Regions from separate parts of the Drosophila melanogaster genome. Here region 1 is linked to region 2. Evidence: chromatin contacts called from public Hi-C data. All regions are on one chromosome and are shown on one strand. Each heading gives the region's core, a stretch centred on a gene start, on an enhancer-like site or on the middle of the called end of the contact. The rest is flanking DNA. Distances are from core to core; before and after follow the strand shown.

Region 1 (4,982 bases), core at 333-2,832, 140 kb before region 2:
GGTTAATTTGGCACACCTAAGGGTTAGTGATCCTCTTTTCAGCGTTATTTCTTCACTTTCTGTCAAGCTAAACATATATTTACTTAAATTTGCACTAATTTCTAATGTGTAATTTGCAAATATGAAGTACGTGTATGAACAACTGCTGAAAATGGCAACACAAACAGTATGATCCGAGCGGCGGTAAGGGTTAATATGCCACACCTAAGGGTTAACGATCCTTTTGATAAATTTCATGGAGAGTTTCACACACACATACCCTTGTACAAACACAACCAACTGGCTTGCAGTTTATGGATAAGCACAGTGAGCACTCTGTAAACTAAACATCACAGTGCAATGGCATCAATGAGCCTTTGGATCAAACAAATAAAATATTAGTTTGCGCAAAAATATATATTTTTCTACGTCTTTAGTTAGTTATTACTTTATTTTTATACTCTACTCTCTGGAGGCCGCACTGTGTAGTCTCCCGAGTGCAGTAAGCAAACGTCGAGAGAGCGAGAGCGGGAGGGAGAGAGCATGCGCCAATTCAACTGTTTCTGTTTGTTAGAAAGCGGCAAAACAAATGACCACTGGGGGTAAAAGGAGGTGCGGCTGGGGGACGGCCAAGCAGGTATTGGCCAGCGGAGCCACCAGGTAATGGGGTCAAGTGATTTAGAAAAGCAAAATCAAAGGCAATATAACGAGGTGATGTTGCAAAGTGAGAGCGAGACGGGCACAGGTGCAACCTGCAGGAGAGCTCAGCGGCTAACGGTTAACGGATGACAGCGGGCGGCGTGGGAGAGCACGAGCATCTGCATCCCTATCTCTCTCTTTCGCTTGGTTGGGGGTGGCTAGAAACAAGCCGGCTAGCATTTTTGTTGTTTTCACCCACTGCCCACTAAACACACACACACACATTTGCACTTCTGGTGGTTGGTTTTTGGTCACTTTGTTGTTCTTGTTGTTGCTGCTTATATGCATTTATTGACATTTTCACAAGTTTTCCATCCTATATTTTGCATACATTGCATTTGATTATTGGTTGTTACTTTCTAGTTTGCGTGCCATTCAATGAAAAGAGGGGTGAATTTATTTTTATATACTTCTTTTTTCGCTTTTCCTTCGTTTCCTTTTCCTTATTTTTTGCAGCACACACCCTGGCGCCGGCAGAAGAAGAAGAGGAAGAATCCAAAGCGGCGGCAATGACAATGACAACTACAAATGCAACAACAAAGGGTGCGCGCGGGGGTGGAGTGGGGAGCAGTAGCCGGAGAGGGGGTGGTGCAACTACACCAACAAAAACTGCGCAAAGGCGACGCCGCTTCTTTTTTTATGGGCAAACAAAGGAGCAGTTTTGCACACACACACACTCAGACGCACACTTGAGTTGCAGTGCTGCAACTGCACACCCACGCAAACATACACACGGGAGGAAAAACACGGCGATTAGGCTCACACACACGCGCCGGTGATTATTCTCCCGCTTGTAATTACAAATATTGCAATTAAATTACCAATGCAATCAATAAACTACGCGAGAGATCTTCAACTTTTTTTCAAACGTTTTGTCATCGTCTATCGATAGTTTCCATCTCCGCGTGCTAGAGGTGGCACCCATACATCGCCACAGCGCTATCGACAGAGCTATCGATTGCGATCTAATCGTCACTTTCTTCGTCACTATTTTCACATTGTTTGGGAAGCATTTTAGCAGCACTGCGCGACGGTCACCGCATTTTGTTGTTGTGTTGCGCGTTTAAAATTGTATTGTTATTTTTTATATTTTCTTTTTTTTGGACCGAATGAGAGCCGGCCAAAAGTGCAGTGCGAGTGCGATTGAATTTAAGTGAATACAAAGTGCGGATCGCAACACAACTTTATAAATATATGTACATATATGTGTAGTTAGAGCGAGACGGGGCGAAATATCAAATAAAAATACTGTACTGTGTGTGTGAGCAAATACTAATACTACTCAAGCGGAGAACGATGAAAATGTGCGTGTGAGAGGAAAAGAGAATTTAGTGTTTTTTATATTATTTACTGGCCTGCGGCTATGAGCAAAAAGAACCGAATATCATTGCGGAAAAAGGAGAATGAAAATTGCCAAGAGGGAAATCTGTGAATCCTGGCGGAAACACACGGCCTCATCATGAATATACTGCAGAAAATCGGTCAGTATTTCGCTCTTAAGCGCTCTCTTCGTTTTTTTTTTGGCGACTCCTTGGCTTTTCCTTCCAATTTCCACACAGTTTACCGTTTGCATTCGCCTCCATCGTTTACACACATTCCTCCGCCTCCGCCTCCGTCTCTGCCCTTCACCATCCTCTTGATCCTATTGCCACTATCCCTGTACTGCTCACAAAACCCGCGCCCCTTTATCCAGCAACGCCCCCGCCTTTCATTGTTGTTGTTCGTGTTGTTGCTGCTGCTGCTGCTCGTTTTGGGAGCTGTCAACAAGTCTATTTTTAGACTTTTAGATGCTGCAGTTGCATTTGCCTCTCTTCCAGAAGTGTTAAACATTGAAAGAACAACTCCAGAAGCGAACGCAAACATTTTCGTTTTCCTTTCCATTTCCTCTTCCTATTTTCATTTCGTCCCTCGCACCTCCGCTGCGCTCCCACACACACGAACACACACTCTCGTCTTTTTTTTCCTCTAAAATTCTTCCTAAATTTATATGGTTTGAAACCTGGATAAAAAGGCTGTCATCCTAATTGGAATTTATCCTCTTGTCGTCTTTACTCCATTTGTATAAACCATAGAATTTCACTCTGCATCCCATATGGAAGGAAGCTCCTTGAATATTTCCCGGAACTCTCCGATTGCATTTGACCTTTGTTTATCTGTAGAATTTTGTTTAATTAAATCATTCCGAAAATCCTTATTGACTAGAGTTTTTGAGGCACATCACTCATATACATATGTACATATATATATTTAAATCGCATTAAACATTTCTCGGAAATCCTGAACCGAATTTGGCCTCTGCAAACGTTATCCCTAACATTTTCCGCACAATTTGTGGGGCTTAGCAGAAAAGTAGGCAAGGATTTTACACAACGTTTTACTAGATTAAAAAAATCGAAATATTTTTCTTTTAACTAATAATATCCTACGCTTTAAAACCATATTAGTAAGTAAGTTCATATCCCCTCTCGATGAAAGGAAATTGGGCAAATGTGCGGTTTCCATGGAAATACGCTCTGCTGACTATATTTATGCACTTTCTGCCCACATATGAGAAGCACTAATTTTTGATTTAACTCTAATCACACACACACACATTACTTAATACCTGCGAATGGTTGTTTTCGTGTGGTATTTGGTATTTGATTTACCATTTTCTGTCTATTATTATCCTGTTGATTCCGACTAAACGCCAAGGATTTTGATTACCTGGAAAATGCACTTGCTCTAGGAACAAGAGTTTAGAACGCTGCGAAAGTGGGTGGTTAGAGGAATTGTGTGAAAATGCATATTAATCCTTTGCCCCGCTGACCCCATTGTCCACCCTCGTTTTAATTAATTCCGTGAAAACACAATTCCTGCTGCCTGGTGTCCATTTATAATTGCACTTTTGTTTGACCCAGCATTATCCTGTTGATTCCGGTTCTGGTTCCATGCAACGACGCCAGCTTTTAGCTTATAATTAATGAGCAGAGCTCCGATTTCAAGGGAAATGCATTGAAACTTGTTGCTGCCCCAAGAATTTGCCATTGAAGGATTTTCCATTCGCCTTCAATTGAATTTCGCCAGCCAGTTAAGCTGCCTTAAGACTTCTAAGCAAGTATCTCAAACATCTACACAATTTTCTATCTAGCTTCGCATTTAATTTGTACTTTCTGTGTGGATTTCATTGTTTTGGCACCACTTTTGTCGCCCACTTTGCATGACCACTAACCAACTTGAATTTTTGGCTGGAAAACATTAAATTTTAGACAACGTCTGTCATTCTTTCATGTGCTCAGCTCATTCGGTGTTTACCTTTTTTTAGCGAGTGCAAATTTAAAGAGTCGCCAGCTGACTTGAATGTTTCCATTAGCCTGATAAGAGTCACTCACGCTGATAACAGTCACAAGCTGTCACACTCGCGTACATCTGAATAGCAGCAGTCGACAGTTTACTGAACTCGCAACGAATAGTGCAGGTTATCATAACTAAAAAAAAAAAAGAAGTCACAATGTATTGTTATAGTAGTGGCTTTACTAAGTTAGGCGCATGCTATAATATATAATATATAGTACTATATAGTTGTGCAAGTTCACAAAGGCAGCAGGTGGGGCGGGGAAAGTAGCTAGACTGTCAGATCTGTCGCTCTGCTAAGCGCTCTGCCCAGTGGCCCCGCGATTAGATTGTAAAAGTTGTGCGCTCGCAGCTCATCGCTTTACCCCGCGTACCGCTCACCGCTCACCGCTCACCTCTCGCCGCTTACCGCTCGCTGGTGCGGTATAGTATTGTATTGTATGGTATGGTATGGTAGGTTGACTCGGTTTCGTTGGTTAGTTGGATTGCTTTGAGTTGGGTTGCTTCGAATTGGGTGGCTCGGCTCAGCTCAGCTCGGCCGGTCAGTCGCACGCGAAATTTTCACAACAACGGTGTTGTTTGCCATCCGTCTCCGTTTACCGCACGGCAACACATCGCACAAATCGAGCCAAGTTGAATATAAATGCTCAAGTTGAGAATAAATACGCGTTGTTGAATAGCTCGTGATTTGCAGGCAGTGTGTGTGATATCATATAGAGGGGCGATCCCCGAAATCATTTTCCTATTTAAGTTCTATTTTCGTTTGTGTTCGATTTTTTTTTTTTGTTTTCGGGTACCAGTGATCGGGGATCGAAGAGCAATCGATGCGGGGCACAAATTGAGTTGGAGTCGTTGATGCGTTTGCTCCAATTCCCGCGCCCCAAACAAATCAGCTAAACAATAGCAAAAGGCCGTCGTTTGTTTTTTTTTGTTTATATATACGTAGTGGTTATATAGTGTGTATATATATA
Region 2 (5,390 bases), core at 2,101-4,600:
CAAAGAAGAACGGAGTGAAAGTCGCATTAAGTCTTTGCCACTCGTAAGTGAATAATAAACAATGTACATAAATGATAGCAATGGCTACAATGGCGGCCAAGATAATAGAGCTTTCTCTATATAAATTCCCCATGAAAGGTTTAAAGATCAAAACAATCTTGCAACTAAGCTGTTATTACTATCTAATATAAACACTGTAACATATATATTATATTGACCATTTTTATATTATTTTTATTTTTGTAAGTCTAAAGTTTGTGTTTTTTTTGCGGGTCAATTGCCAAGCCCCAAATCGCATCAAAAACCGATATATCTCAATTAGAAAGTCAATCTCTGAACAATCCAACCTCCGCCCTTTCCCTTTCACATCTTCGAAGGGAATGTCCAATGACGAATGCGAAATGTGTAGCTGGGTAAAACTGTGTAACTGGGGAATGTGAAATGAAAATGCCACACATAACTCTGCGTGCTCCATTCACAGGAAACTGCGTGAGGCAGACCCGACACCCGATTCCCCACACCCCCGCCATAAACTACCACCATATCTGACCTTGGATTAACCTGGATTATAATGGGTCGCTAACGACTCAACCAACTGCTGTTCCACTTCTGCAAATGGGAACACTGCGAACCATAATTAAACAGTGCTGGATACTTCATTTATTTCACTTTTTTGTTTGCCTCTGTGTCTGTGGTTCACCGCATTCAGTTAATATCGCAGTTTTAGTGATAAGGTGCTGCGACGACACCACATTGCAAAGTAATCAGTGAAACATGCTCGAATATCGAACCACTTGTGGCATGCAGTCCAAGAAGCTCGCTGCTATGACAGGATGTGCGGCTGACTGATATGAGTTTAGGCATACATAGGCAAAAACCTCTAAAAAATGATCCCAACTAATGATCCATTCCTTTGAAATTGTGGCCTACTTCCTTCGATATCCGTAATGTGGACAACTGTCGTCAAGTTGAAATGGTCGAAACAATAATCCAGTCCGCATTAATATTGCAAGCAATCACATTCGCCAATTCCATTGAAGAGTTAAAACACGTATTCCTCCCCCTTTTCACTGTAATCAATCTCATCCCATATCTCATTAAAACAAACAAACGAGCTTTAGAAATCCACTCGTGGTACAAAAAAAAAAAAAAAAAAAAAAACCCGCTTCGCTGGCATTTTTGTTCTGAGGAGCGAAATTTCTATAAAAATAGGTAAACAAGTGTACATTTAAAACCTCTTAATGCGGCGATCTGTTGAGGAACGGATTGCTTTAGCCTTCAAGCGATGAACTCAATAGTTATCCAACTGAACTGGACTGGCACAACTGGTTAACTGGTTGGCTTGGCTGCCACTATTTTCGGTTTTGGCCCGAAATGAAAGGAAAATTAGCTCGGTTACGGTAGTAATTTGTTTTTCAAGACAAAGATCGGTACGGCAACCAACGACTTTCAAAATAACCCATAAGCAGAGAACATACGCCACATAATTGCTACTCTGGGATGCAGCAATTGTAGTTCGATTTGGAAATAATCATTGAACACAGTGGCGGTGGGGAAAAACTATAAAAACTATTATTCTGGTGCAAAAATACAGAAAAGTTAAAGTTCAGGGTAAATTTGCGTGGTTTATAAATAACATTCTGTGGTTTGTTTGGTTTCTATGGAATCCCTGATAGGAAATCGTTTGGGCGCTTTTCTTTGGGAGGCAATGGGAACCCCCTTTTCAGCGCCTCTGATAATTAAACAGCAGAAAACTAACGCACTGGGACCAAACCGGTTGGACCTATTCACCTCTATCACTCTCGCTTTTATTCGCCTGCATTAGTAGCTTTGCCTTTACACAGAGAGAAAAGCATTTGTTACTCTTATCATGAAATAAACCATTATCACTAAATATTGTTTAAGATTTGTATATTTTCTAGTTCTATTTTGGGCAAGTAATAATGAATAATCTGCGTTTACCAGTAATATTTCTATTATGCTAAATGCTAAGACTCAGCGAAATAGCTAAGATATTTTGATATAAGTTTGAAAATGGAATTTCACGACGTGATGAAGTGTGATTCATTATTCATATTATATTAAAGAATTAAAATAAGAATTGAATTAAAATTTAATTTAGTTCCAAATATCAAGTGAAATTTAAACGATCTAGCAACGTAAACTTTTTTCTTTCTGTTTATTTGCATGGACAAATGGCATTAACCGTTGCTTCATCTCATCAGCTGATCTCCGCCAAGAGAGCCCCATCCTCTGCTCCTGCACACACACACACACTCACAATCGCACCAATTGCGAAATGTCAAATCGTGACCGACATGTATTGCAGCAACAAATGGGAGAGAAACGGCGAGAGTGCGTGTGTTTTTTTTCTATTGCAGGCCGGGGGAGCTATTATATCACATGTGTAAAGAAAAGAGAGTAGGAGAGAGTTTGTTGATCTGAATTCGAACATACATATATCACTCAACGCACGAACACAGATAGAGGGTTAATTGTGCTTGTAACGGTATAATTGACTGATAAGCGATTGGCACTGATAATCACAATCGGTATGCAATCGCTGATTATCGATAAGGACTCCTAAGCTTTGTTTTTAGTTTCGTTTATACTATTTCACGCATTTCGCGTTCTTTTTGTTGTTGTTGTACTTACTGCAATTGGCGGGCAATTGGCTCGAGTTGTAACAATCTACAATGTATGTATGTATGTATGCTGTAACACCGGTTTAAGTGACGAACTCAACGGAATGTCTAGCTAAAAACAGAGAGTCAACGAAAAATGCCAATAAGCCAACAGTCGTACATTTTAAACAATGCATGCAGCTGCCGTTGACACCCACCCAACCCCCTGCACCAGTCATTTAACAACAATCACAGTTTCTGATTTTATTTTGTGCTTCGTTGTTGCTTTTTGCGCTAAATCACACACGCACACACACTCACTGCAAACGCTGAGCTTTTGAAGCAAGCGAGATAGCAAGAGTGGACCGGCTGCAGCATCTTATGAAAAATAATAATTGCTTTAATCGTTTTTGCAAGTGTAAAACCCGATCTATTTCACAGTGTTGTTATCCAATCACACATGTGTGTGTGCGTCCAGCCCACACACCCACTATTTGTATTATCAATTGCACTTTATCAACGCAAGTTAAACCGAACTCTATGTTTATGTATTCAAATGTTAGGGGCTTACTTTACTTCCTGCGGCAAGGAAATAAATAATATTAAAACAAAATGCGCACGGTCCGCCCGCAGACAACTTGTTCGCACGATTGTTGATGAATTAATTGCAAGCATATGTTTTTTTATTTAACAGTGCGCTGCCTACGAAAAGGCACTAAATAATGCCAAAAAATAGTATTGTAAAAGACGAAGTAGATGGAGTGCAGCTTAAAAATGAGTAACTTATACAACTTATTGTCGCAACAAGTAGCTAATTTATGGAATTTTAGTTTAATTAGTTTTGGTTGAATTTAGTTTTATTTCGAATAAATAAAAACAGCTGTGTATCAGTGTGCACACACCACGATTTCTTCAGTTATCGATAAGAAACCAATCGGCCGGGGACCGTCGCCAACATTCTATGTGCGCATTAAATTAACTTGTTACCTTTAAAACCCTCGTTTCTTAACCAAAAAAAGGTAAAGTTAAGCAACAAATTACTGTAACAGTATATAAATTAACATTCAAATGCATTACAGGTTTTAGGAAACACCTAGCAGCAGCAGCAGAATCTAAAACCCCATTGGCAACCAAAACACGTGCCAAAACAAACGATTAAATTTTCCGTAAAAGTTGTAAATATAAAAAAAAGTCAGCAAGATGGGAATGGTATCGAAACGCAAGAAGATGCACTATGGCGATACCCATCTGCAGAGGAGATGGCGTGTGCGGAATCGACGTCGTGATCTCGACCAGATCGACGACGATCTGCAGACCCGGAGCGGTGAACTGATCAATCAGAATGTGGATCTCGACAAGCCGGGATTCGCGCAGTTCTACTGCGTGCACTGTGCCAAGTACTTCATCGATGACACCGCCATGCAGGCACATTTCCGCACCAAGGTGCACAAGAGGCGTCTCAAGGCCCTAGAGATCGAGCCGTACAGCATCGAGGAGGCGGAACGCGCCGCGGGACGTGGCAGCTTCGTGAAGCCCAAGAAGCGGGCGATGGAAACGCAGCCATCGAAGGAGGACGTGGTCGCTGGCAAGAGGATCCGAGTGGAAGTGGTGCCCGAGGATACAGATGCCACCGATTCGCCATCGACGTCCAAAACGAAGCGCAAGAAAGTCGAGAAAATGGAGACATAGGCGAGGAGGATGAACCAATCTATTGATCTAGCTTAGTTTTTAAGGCCCTCGGGGACAGGACTTTCTTCACCCCCCTCCCACAGAACTCTGTTTACCTCCAATTGCTTTCTTTAAATACATTTTTTTTCCAACATATATAAATCGATTCAAAATTAATTTTCATTTAATGCGCGCAAGGGTGGCGAAAGATCAACAAGCTTCTAAACAACAAGCAGTTCAACGCTTCCAAGCGGCAAAGCTTTATTTACCGTTCTTTTGATTTCTCTCCTGCAGCTCAAAAGTTCAAGTTCTCTCCGCAAGCGGTCACTTTCTTCGTCCGTGAGCAGCGGTAAACACAAAATGCGATGGCTGACGCGCTTTAAAATTAAAATTAAATAAATATCAGCGTCGTTTGCTGTCGAAAAGTGCTACAAAGTGTAATTAACCAGTGAGCGCAGGTCGACGCAATGCGTTTGATACGGTATTTCTAGTTTAAACGGGTGAAATTGGTAAATTTCTGCAATTTCCTCATTCTCCTTTGGGCTCATTCTCCGTTGGCGCGTGTGTGGGTGTGTTGGTGCGTGTTCAACTGGCATTCTCATGTGCACTTAAGAGTATGCTACGTTTTAGAGCGGTGATCTTGTGCATTTTGCCATCGCGAGTGTTTTGTTGTGAAATGGCTCATCAAAATGTGAGAGTATTTGTGTTTTTTTTTATATTTTTTTTTAGGTGATTTGTGCTCAATAAATGTGAAATTAAATAATGTACAACTTTAATTGCATGGATTTATTTTGAAAAGGGTGAGTCATTTAAATTTACACTTTAATTTTATGAGTCCTATATTTGCAACTGAAATATAATGAATAATTTAACGTACGGTAACAACAATATGCGTACTAAAATCCCCAAGCATTTGTTTGTTTAAGCAAATAAAGAATAATTTGCACAAATTTCCATTTTTGGAGCAAAGAAAATCAAGGCCTTCATTCAATCTTCACGGTATAAATATATGTATTTGTCGCTCTTATATCCTCGTTCACATGGTTTTCAGATATACAATAATTATACCTAAGTAGGTTAGCTACAAGACTATTCGAA

The links. Hi-C and Micro-C count contacts between places; a contact is called where the count stands out from the background.
Region 1: a Hi-C map of the Kc167 cell line shows a contact between it and region 2, with 2.7 times the contacts expected there. The contact joins the promoter of pod1 here to the promoter of Ctr1A in region 2. A contact is called at or near these places in 7 of 107 Hi-C or Micro-C datasets (the Kc167 cell line, the S2 cell line, embryo and 1 more).

The regions. Positions count from the first base shown.
Region 1 is chrX:6,800,284-6,805,265 of dm6, reverse strand. pod1 (pod1 coronin) reads right to left here and starts at 1,582. Exons shown (of 13, transcript NM_167091.3): 1 at 1,500-1,582. C3G (C3G guanyl-nucleotide exchange factor) reads left to right here and starts at 1,673. Exons shown (of 14, transcript NM_176694.3): 1 at 1,673-2,159.
Region 2 is chrX:6,659,607-6,664,996 of dm6, reverse strand. Ctr1A (Copper transporter 1A) reads right to left here and starts at 3,350. Exons shown (of 5, transcript NM_132108.3): 1 at 3,196-3,350. It overlaps CG3224, which reads left to right and starts at 3,535. Exons shown (of 2, transcript NM_132107.4): 1 at 3,535-3,643; 2 at 3,704-4,445. The coding sequence starts at 3,825. The coding sequence ends at 4,313. Cdc7 (Cdc7 kinase) reads right to left here. Exons shown (of 4, transcript NM_167080.2): 4 at 5,288-5,390.